2 separate regions of the Mus musculus genome follow, and region 1 is linked to region 2. Evidence: chromatin contacts called from public HiChIP or PLAC-seq data. All regions are on one chromosome and are shown on one strand. Each heading gives the region's core, a stretch centred on a gene start, on an enhancer-like site or on the middle of the called end of the contact. The rest is flanking DNA. Distances are from core to core; before and after follow the strand shown. Region 1 overlaps Grip1 (glutamate receptor interacting protein 1). Region 2 overlaps Grip1 (glutamate receptor interacting protein 1).

Region 1 (4,592 bases), core at 749-3,248, 180 kb before region 2:
TCACCCAGTATTGGGCCTCCATGTCTCTGGCCTTACTTCTTGCCTCTCCTGCTTCTGAGTACTGGGTGTGTGCACAGGTGCCCTTATTCCTGGTGTCTATTCTCAGAGCTGCCTGGTGTTGCCTCATGGCAATGGCATTCCACACTCAGCCTCTGCTTCCTGGTTCTCCCATAACTCCAGCCTGGCTTCTCTAGCTTTGAACCTTTCCCAGTTCCGACCCACGTGGGCCTCTTTGATTGCAGGACCGATTGTCAGCTCTTGTCAGAGGCACACTGTCCACTGATACTGTGAGAATTAGAACCTAAGGTTATTGCCATTCATGGGTGGTGGTGGTGGTGGTGGTGGTGGTGGTGGTGGAGCAATGACAAGTTGGAACTGACCAGGGTCCTAATGAGCAAAGCACACATTGTCTTGATTTTATTATATCGGCACAGTGCCTCAGACAAAGATCACTAAATCCCATCTTAACTAGAGAAAACCCTAAGCTGCGGGCTATACTGATATGCCTTTAAGGACCACAATACTGCTGACAGATACGGCAAACTGTGTGGAGGGAAGGTACAGAGCACTCTTCCCCTAACACGGGGACACCGGTGAGGCAGTCTGACCTTCAGAGAACGAACCCAGCATCTTAAACGGACACTCTAGAGATGATGTAAACCTCTACAACCTACAAACCAATCATCACAGAGACAGACAGGGACATTGGGGAGTCGGATCCATGACAGAAGTTCATAAAGAACATGAGGAATAGCAACGAGGCACACTGTCTCGAAAGCTTGTCTCACAGGACCACTGAAGGTCACGTGAGATGTGGGGTGTCACCTCCACTTGACATATCTTCCCCCGACTGTAGCGGTGGACAGCTTGCAAAACATGACAAAATACCAAGTGGGCTCTGCCTAGCAAAAGTGCAGAGGACTCCCAAGTTACCCTTTAGAACAGACAGTGATACCGTCTGAGACTCCTTATGCCACTGACTGATAAGACACCTCTTGATTGCTCTTTAAACGAGCTTTGTCATTGCTGTAATCCTTGGTCACTCAAGTAAATTTAAAAAAAAAAAAGCTTTTTTTTTTTTTAATAAGTTTTTCGAGACAGGGTTTCTCTGTGTAGCCCTGGCTGTCCTGGTACTCACTCTGTAGACCAGGCTGGCCTCGAACTCAGAAATCCTCCTGCCTCTGCCTCCCAAGTACTGGGATTACAGGCGTGTGCCACGCCCTGTTCTAAAAAGGCATTCTTTTAAACATGAGCCTTTTTTTCCCACAAATTTTGTTGTTGTTGTTTTGTGGTGGTGGTAAGGTTTAAAAAGGATAGAACCGCATCCATGGGAATGCGATGGAAAACATGCATTTTGAGGATTTCTGGGGCCACTGTTTAATTGAAATGTGCAACCCAAAGTCTGTTCCTTGTCACCCTAGCCAATGGTCCCCCAACAGTGTTCACACTGTTGTTTGCCCTTGGCACCACGGGGGATAAGCTGGCTGCCAGGCTGACACAGTGACAGGCAAAGAGCCTCCACTTCTCTGAGTGAGCAGTTTCCTGGCTTTGCATCCTGTCCTTGCTGGCTCTAGCTCACGCTTGGACAGCCGAGGAAAGCTGGAGTAAGACTGAACGAGGTCGACTGTACCTGGGAAAATGTGCCTTGTGAGGTTTCCCTCCTCTGCTAGCAGGTGGCCCTGCTCTCTCTTTTGGAAGCGAGAAAAGCCAGACTCATACTCTCTCTACTTCTGAAGAGAAGGGAGCCCAGCAAAGCATGGCTACAGATGATAGCCGAGTTCACACACCAACGGAGCTGCTTTTAGCTTCCCGTGATTTCCGCTGCAGGCAGTCCTGAGCCAGCAGTCAGGAGGTCTGTGCCTGGCCCCGCTGACTCCTGTAATCCACCACGGTGACCTCAAATATTTAGTGAAGAAAGAGGCATGGGAAAGAGTGAGGTATTTGCCTTTCATTTTTCCTCCTAGGGCCACGCCCATTCCTAACCAGGGGGCGGGGTTACAGAAGAATCTGGTGGCCCCCCGCAGCACTCTGTCCAAGGAGTAGAGCAGCATCACCGCACTGGCTCCACTCTGACAAAACTCCCAGCCTGCAAATGCACCGTGCGTGCGCGCTTGGCTGAGGAAAAAGCTGATGCTCCTGCCAGGCAGTGGTGGCGCACGCCTTTAATCCCAGCACTGGGGAGGCAGAGGCAGGCAGCTTTCTGAGTTTGAGGCCAACCTGCTCTACAGAGTGAGTTCCGGGATAGCCAGGGCGATACAGAGAAACCCTGTCTCCAACCCCGCCCCCACCCCCACCCCCCAAATAAAAAAGAAAGGAGAAACAAAATAGTTGAGTCTCCAGAGTGACTCAGAGTGACTCAAATGTTCCGGTGGAGTCCTCAGCAGCCTTAAGTGTGTGTGTGTGTGTGTGGGGGGGGGGGGGGGGGGGAGAACCCTGGAAAATTATTTTAAGAATCCTTCTGTCAAAAGACATATATCAATAGCTGTATACAACTAAATGCTAAACTTAATTCTGTTGGAAGTCATGCACAGCAGGGAACCAGTGAGTGTCAATAGGAAATCATTTTTAAAGTTCAATTGGGCTGAATGCGAGGAACTTGTCCTCTTGCAAAAGAGCTTTTGATTTGATTTGGCTTTGGTGCCTGGAGGTGTGTGTGGAAGTGCAGCGGTGACTCATCGCAGAGATGGATCAAGTGGCCACCAAAGGATGCTTAAGATTCCAAAGGGGACAAAAAAAAACGGACAGTTATCAACGAAACACAGCAAAGATTGCTTGTCCCTTATCTACAAAGAGAAAGCGTTTGTGATAAGCTGCAGCAGAAAACAGAGCTCATATTAAAGATAAAGCATGGAAGCTCCAGGGCCCGAAGTGTAGCCTCGCTTCCCCTCCCACCATTCTGTGTCTGTGATTGCATTAAAACAGAATACTATCTAGAACTAGCAAGACGTCTGCCCATGATTTTCAATCTTTAGACCTCAAGAGAATCCACTGACGATATTGCTAAAGTGTCCGTGTCCCTGGCTCAGCGTCCCTGAAAACACAGAGACCCTGCATTTTAACAAGCACTCCATGGTGACGGTCACCTCGCACCTATAACCCAAACAACTATCTAAAGTTTCTCTCTTCAAACTTGTCTAAGGTCTGTTAGTGACTCTTGGAATTAGTTCAATACAAGCTGTACTTAAGAAACAACAACAGCAAAAATGCCAGTGTACACTGTGCTGGGAAGTTTGGATTCCTTCATAGATAGGAAGTCAGTGTGCACCGTGTTTAGGAGCTCAGTACGCTTTGGCTTTGAGAAAGTTGGAGAAACAGAAGTCCATAGTAGATCCAGCACCACTGTTTACCACACCATCACCCTGAGTACCGAATCACTCCAGCCCTGGTTTCCTCCCACCTGTGGATGTGAGCCTGCATGTCGTTTTTTCCCTAAGGGTCAGGAATAGCAGCTAATGAGTCTGCCTTCAATATGAATGTGGACAATGTATAGTTTAGTCTGCCTTCATCAATGACCCTAACAGCAATGAAGGCATAGTGGATGAATAATGGACCATGTAGAGCTCAGACTTTCTCAAAGGACTGAAGAAACTGGGGGGTTGGGGGGCTAGAGGAGAATGTAGGTAGAAAGTAAGGGGTAAACAATGGAAGGAGAACAAATTGAGACATGATTTCATGCCAACTTAAGGCAGGATGCATTTCCATTTACTGTGTCAGTTTGTACCTATGGAGTCTTTGGGGGCCACGCTGATTCTGAGTCTGCAGCGAGGCTGAACATCATGGTTGCCAGAGACCAGAGACAGAGCATACAAAGTGCACACAAGGCTGAAGATGAGCTCAGTTTGGTAAGATGCTTGCCTAGCATGCATGAACCCCACAGTCTGGTCCATAGCCCTGCATAGAACCAGGAAGGTCAGATGTTTAAGGCTACATAATGAGTCTGAGGCCATTCTGGACTATGCAAGAATCTGTCTCAAAAGGAAAAGAAACGTCAGGATAAGATGTGCCCTTCAAAGACACATCTCTTTCATTTAACTAGGCTTCCCCTTCCATGGTCCTACCACCTCCCAATAACGTACTCAAATTTCCAATCTACGAATGGATTACGACATCCTTGAAGCCAGAGCTGTCCCTAGGTAATTGATGGAAATGTCTCTGAAATGCCCCAGGTGTGTTTACTAAGATCCTAGGCGTCTCTCAGTTCCATCAGTCGGGATTGACCACCGCAGTCAAGAAGCTAACAGACAAGCTTTTGTATGGGGTGATGTTAGTGCCCTGCAGCCCAGGAGGGCTTGAGCTTTTGACTTCCCTTGTGTATCTTACAATGACAAGGAGTTCTCATTCATTTTTATCCATTCATCATCTCTTGATCACGAATGGATCCCAACTTTAGCCCCGTGGCAAACCACCACCAGAAAGACTGAAACAGAAAAGCAACAGGGAGCATGTTTACAGACATTCATGACACCTACAATGGCCACTCTCAGCTCTGATCTACTGCATAGTAGAAATTACTCTACTGTAATCTTTCGGGGACTGAAACATTCACCTTTGTTCAGACTCTGCTTGGATCTCTTCCACCTAAGAAGGGAGGG
Region 2 (4,737 bases), core at 1,833-4,332:
GAGCCTAGTCCGGCTTTGGTTAAAGATCAGCTGCTATGAGGGTTCATGTGACTCTGAGACATCTGCATATTATAATTTACTATAGGCTAAAGCTCACCTGGATGGGTTTGAGCTATGAACATAAAATCACAGGATGGGGAATAAAGTGTTTTATTTATTTTACCTTTTCTAAGACCAAGTCTCCTTATATAGACCAAGCTGACCTGCAAGTTCAAATCCTTCCAGATCAGCTTTTCAAGTGCTAAGATTTCAGGCGTTCACCTGGCAGGGCGAGCTACAAATGACTTTTAAAACTCAGGGAAAATGTTAATGCCCATATATGAGGAATGCAGACTAAGGGTTCATGAAGTACTCTTGTTTTTTCAATTACCAAAAGTATGCACACTGGCTGGCATGTGTTCCCAAACTCCTTTGGCCGGAGTTGCCTTCTCGCATTTGACTTTCTAGCTATGCTTACTAATATTAGCTGTGATGGCTAATACTGATTGTCGTTGTGATAAAGAGTCACCTAGGAGATGGACGCAGGGCCACGCCCCTAGGGGATCTTTACACTGGGTTATTTGAGGTAAGTAGATACACCCTAAATGTGGGTAGCATCGCTCCCTGGGCTGAGTAAAGACTGACTGAGAAGGAGAAGGAAGTCTGCTTATGAGCGGCCATCTCTGTTTCCTGCAGTCATGTACGTGACCAGTGTCTCTTGCTCCTGCTCTCACGACGACCCTGTCATAAATGATTATACTTTGAACTACAACCCAGAGTAAACTCTTCCTTCTTTTAAGTGACTTTTGTTAGATATTGTTTTTCATAACAATGAACAAAAAACCTAAGCCATATCTATCTATCTATCTATATATACATATACACTCATATATATATATATGTATGTATATGTATATGTGTATGTATATGTATATGTATATATATGTATGTATATATGTATACACACACACATGTAGTTTCCTAATAGCAAAATAACCCTAGTTTATCAATAACGATTGGTGATATTCACAAGTGAGAAGCTGCTTGGTGAGTCTGAGTGTGCCAAAGCCAAGCGGAGTGTGCACATACAAAGAATGTTGAACCATTTGTTTGGTCAATATGGAAATCTCTCAGAGGCATTTTCCAGTTCTTAAAAAAAAAAAAAAGCAATGAGCATAACAGTCATGGGATGCTGTACTTTGTAAAAGCATATGAGCATGAATTTTATTTGTTTACATCTACTTAAAGAACATCTGGGAGAATTCTCAGAAACTAGTGGAATTGGTATTCATCTTCCATATGAAGCGGAGGAAGGGTGGGTGGGGAACAGGGGAGGGAGGGAATCTTAGGCTGTCCTGCTCTCCAGCTGCCGTTTAAAAGACATGTGAATCAGACCGTGTGATTGATTGGGGTGCCCCCGTCCCTAGATTTCCCTGAGCATGCTGGGTATATAGTACTGCTGAATACACTTCTGTTGTTTTCTTCCATAACTCTTTTGGCCATAAAAGGCTTGCAGCTGTAAAAACAAACACTGATAGGCATTTCACGAAAGCACGTGCATAATGAGGCCCTGGCAGAGACCCACCAGCACGCACAACGAATTCGGCGCCTCGAAATTAACATTGATTAACTGTCACACGGGCAAAACAACTGGGGACCAAAAGCTCACTGGATGCAGTCGGCTAGCTGAGGAGAGAAAATCTTCACCGGCACCTACAGTGACAGGCAAAGTCAGTCCAGGGTGCTCAAGACCCTGTGCAGATCATCCCATGGGGAAAAATAAGTAATGCAGGTATTTCTGATGGGTCTGTAATGCCCAGAAATTCAAATCCCCATGTATCTGTTGCCATAAAAAATATATTCACATACACACATAAGCCAGGATATCTAAAATATGAGCTAGGGAGATAGTCCAGTCAGTATAGTGCTTTTTAGACAAGCATGGGACACCAGTTACGATCTATAGAAGCAATGTAAAAGAAGAAAAAGAAAATTGAGTGCTAGCCTGCAGTCCTTGTTTTGGGGAGGCAGAGACAGGAAGATCCTTTGTGCTTGTTATCAAAGAAGTCTAGCAAAATTGGTAGCTTCAGGTCTGGTGAGAGAGCCTTATGTCTTGGAGATAGGTAGGTAGGTAGGTAGGTAGAAAGAAAGAAAGAAAGAAAGAAAGAAAGAAAGAAAGAAAGAAAGAAAGAAAGAGAGAAAGAGACAGAAAGAGACAGAAAGAAAGAGAAGGAAAGAGAGAAGGAAAGAAAGAAAAGAAAGAAAGAATGAATAATGGTACATAGGTAGAAGATAGATTGATAGATGATAGATTCATAGATACATTGATATATAGATACATACATACATACACACACAGGAAGACAGCCAAACAGGTAGATAGATGATAGATAGATAGATAAATAGAAAGACAGACAGACAGATAGGTAGAATGATGGTAGATAGGTATTTAATAGATAGATATATAATAGATGATAGATAGGCAGATAAATAGATTGATAGATGATAGATGGATAAATGTATACAAATAGCAAAGAGGTAATTCAGGAATGTATACAGCATGAGCAGACATAGTATAAAATTTTCTATAGACACTTGACTATTGCAGATTCTATTATTTAGGCTCTTCCTTAGGTAATAACAATGCAAAGAAAAAAAGTACCCAATGAGTTAAGATCAAAATACAAAACCAAGTAAAATAAACATGCACACATTAGATTCAAATAGGGAAACAACTGCAGAGCCACAGGCAAACAAGTAATACTCGAACCAAGAGGTTTCTTCGTGTTTCAAAGAGAGAGTAGAACCTGTGCAAGGCATTTTGACACGGGCACATGATGCTCACAAGTCAAGATTTAAGAACTATACATTCCAAAACCTAGATACTACATTGTAAGTCGCAGGCCATCTTAGAATCAAAATGGGAATAGAGCGAGCTATGGTTGGCTGCTTTCCTGCAACTGCCCGACCATACAAACGGGAGTTCTTGCTTTCTTTTTGGTGACACACTTGCAAAATTATTAGCCCAATATTTATAGTCTAGGTCTCCTTCAGGGAGACTGTGGCAATTGGCTTCCTGTGTTCGTTCTGAGTCAGGAGAGAAAAGGGAGTGTGCCACGGATGAATACTACACATGACTCATGTACTAGACATTTCCAGTTTCATCTACATGAGTATGAAAACCAAAAGGGAGGAAGAAAAGTCCAAGGGTGATTACAGAGTGAAGTCATCTAAAAATGGCTGCAAAAGAAGATGAGTACACGCTGTGCATCCAATTTGATCCCCCAAGAACCAAGCAACATCCAAAGAGAACCAAGAATGTACAGAGGGTTTGAAGGATGAGATTAAAACACTGGCCTTCCTGTTAGACTTCCTGTTAGACTTTGACTGCTGGGGGAGGGATCACATAATTGATGAGAGTTGAATGTCTATCTCTCACACCGCTCTAAGGGAGACCCTTTAGAGTCAGGGCAAACACACACCTATCATTCCATTTGCAGAGCTGAGATCGGCCCTGCAATATACATAGTGTATGGAGCTGGCGTGTATACTCTACACCCGCTCAGCGTCACAGAGCTTGAGGGCAGTGACAGAGAGACTCAAGCCCCATTCCTGACACCACCAATTCAGTTCTCCTGGTTCCACAGAAGCTAAAGACTAAGGCTGTGTGCAGGTAACAATGTCACAATTGCCTTAGAAAATCAGTTACTTAGTTTTTCTCCAGAACAGGTGGCTCTCAACCTTCCTAATGCTGCGACCTTTAAATACAATTCCTCACATTGCTGTGATTCTCCCAACCATAAAATTATTTTTGTTGCTACTTCGTAACTGAATTTTCGCGACTGTTATAAATTATAACTACTCTGATATGCAGGATCTCTGATGTATCACCCTTGTAAGAAAATCCTTTGACCCCCTCCCAGAAGGGGTCGAGACCCACAGGTTGAGAACCACTGCTCTAGCCACCCCAGCCTAGGGCCAAGGGTTCATGAACCATCTCTGCCAATGGTCTATTGAGATATCTCTCAATACTAGGTCAAGTCAGCCAGGAGGATGCTGGATGTTGGAAATTCCCTCCCCCTCACACAGGTCTACATGACTGTGGTCATGAGTTGATTTTTATTCTTTGACTCATATTCCTGTTTATGGACCTAGGAAGTTTCTCTCCTGGATCCCCCAAGTCCATCTAGGATGGATGTCAGCAATTAGAGAGGTCCAGAGAACACCCAGCATCACCGAGGGGCAGCGGACTTGATCTTGTGCTGCAGGTCTTACCTCCCTGAGGATTCTTCAACCTTCCAGAGCACAGGGACAAAACTAAGACTTTGGGAAGCTCCGGAAAAGTCCTGTGTCTTCTTTAATGGCTTTTCTCCCTTCAATGCATCTCTGGCCTCCTGAGCCACTTTCTCCTCACAGCTGAAGGGTTAAGCTGCACACCTCCCATGGGAGTTTGGAAGGTTAAACACGAGGCCTTTCACTCAGCACATCCCTTCCCACCCTACTCCACTAATTGACACAGATGTGCACACTCCTAAGTTTCAATGGCAGCGCATAAAGAGTGAATTAAGATTACAAACAGATTAATCTATTTTGGAATATTTTAGCTTATCTTGAGGAAAAATGGTAGGGCACAGAGATTCTAGAAAGCAAACCTTTTATTTTGTGGGATATGGTAGGCATAACACCTACCATTTAAATACTGTTCTACGCATACATGCATACAGCTCAGTGCTGCTAAGAATATTTGCAGTGTTTCTT

The links. HiChIP or PLAC-seq counts read pairs in DNA pulled down with a chosen protein or histone mark.
Region 1: a contact with region 2 is called in a CTCF HiChIP or PLAC-seq map of the NIH/3T3 cell line, with 8 read pairs. The contact joins two enhancer-like sites. A contact is called at or near these places in 1 of 15 datasets of contacts at CTCF or cohesin (the NIH/3T3 cell line), 14 of 484 Hi-C or Micro-C datasets (the HL-1 cell line, cerebellar granule neurons, embryonic stem cells and 4 more), 1 of 115 datasets of contacts at active chromatin or transcription factors (astrocytes) and 1 of 9 other capture datasets (embryonic stem cells).

Annotation. Positions count from the first base shown.
Region 1 is chr10:120,058,832-120,063,423 of GRCm38.p6, reverse strand. All of the region lies in intron 21 of Grip1 (glutamate receptor interacting protein 1), which reads right to left. Among named protein-coding and RNA genes, the nearest start is that of Helb, 52 kb to the left of the region's middle. Within about 2 kb of position 1,998, at least 40 of the 459 cell types and tissues checked have an H3K27ac peak or open chromatin away from gene starts, as enhancers often do. A contact at or near this core is called in the HL-1 cell line and the NIH/3T3 cell line, where this site is marked.
Region 2 is chr10:119,875,281-119,880,017 of GRCm38.p6, reverse strand. The region is part of intron 1 of Grip1 (glutamate receptor interacting protein 1); the gene reads right to left. Among named protein-coding and RNA genes, the nearest start is that of Grip1os1, 25 kb to the right of the region's middle. Within about 2 kb of position 3,082, at least 31 of the 459 cell types and tissues checked have an H3K27ac peak or open chromatin away from gene starts, as enhancers often do. A contact at or near this core is called in the HL-1 cell line and the NIH/3T3 cell line, where this site is marked.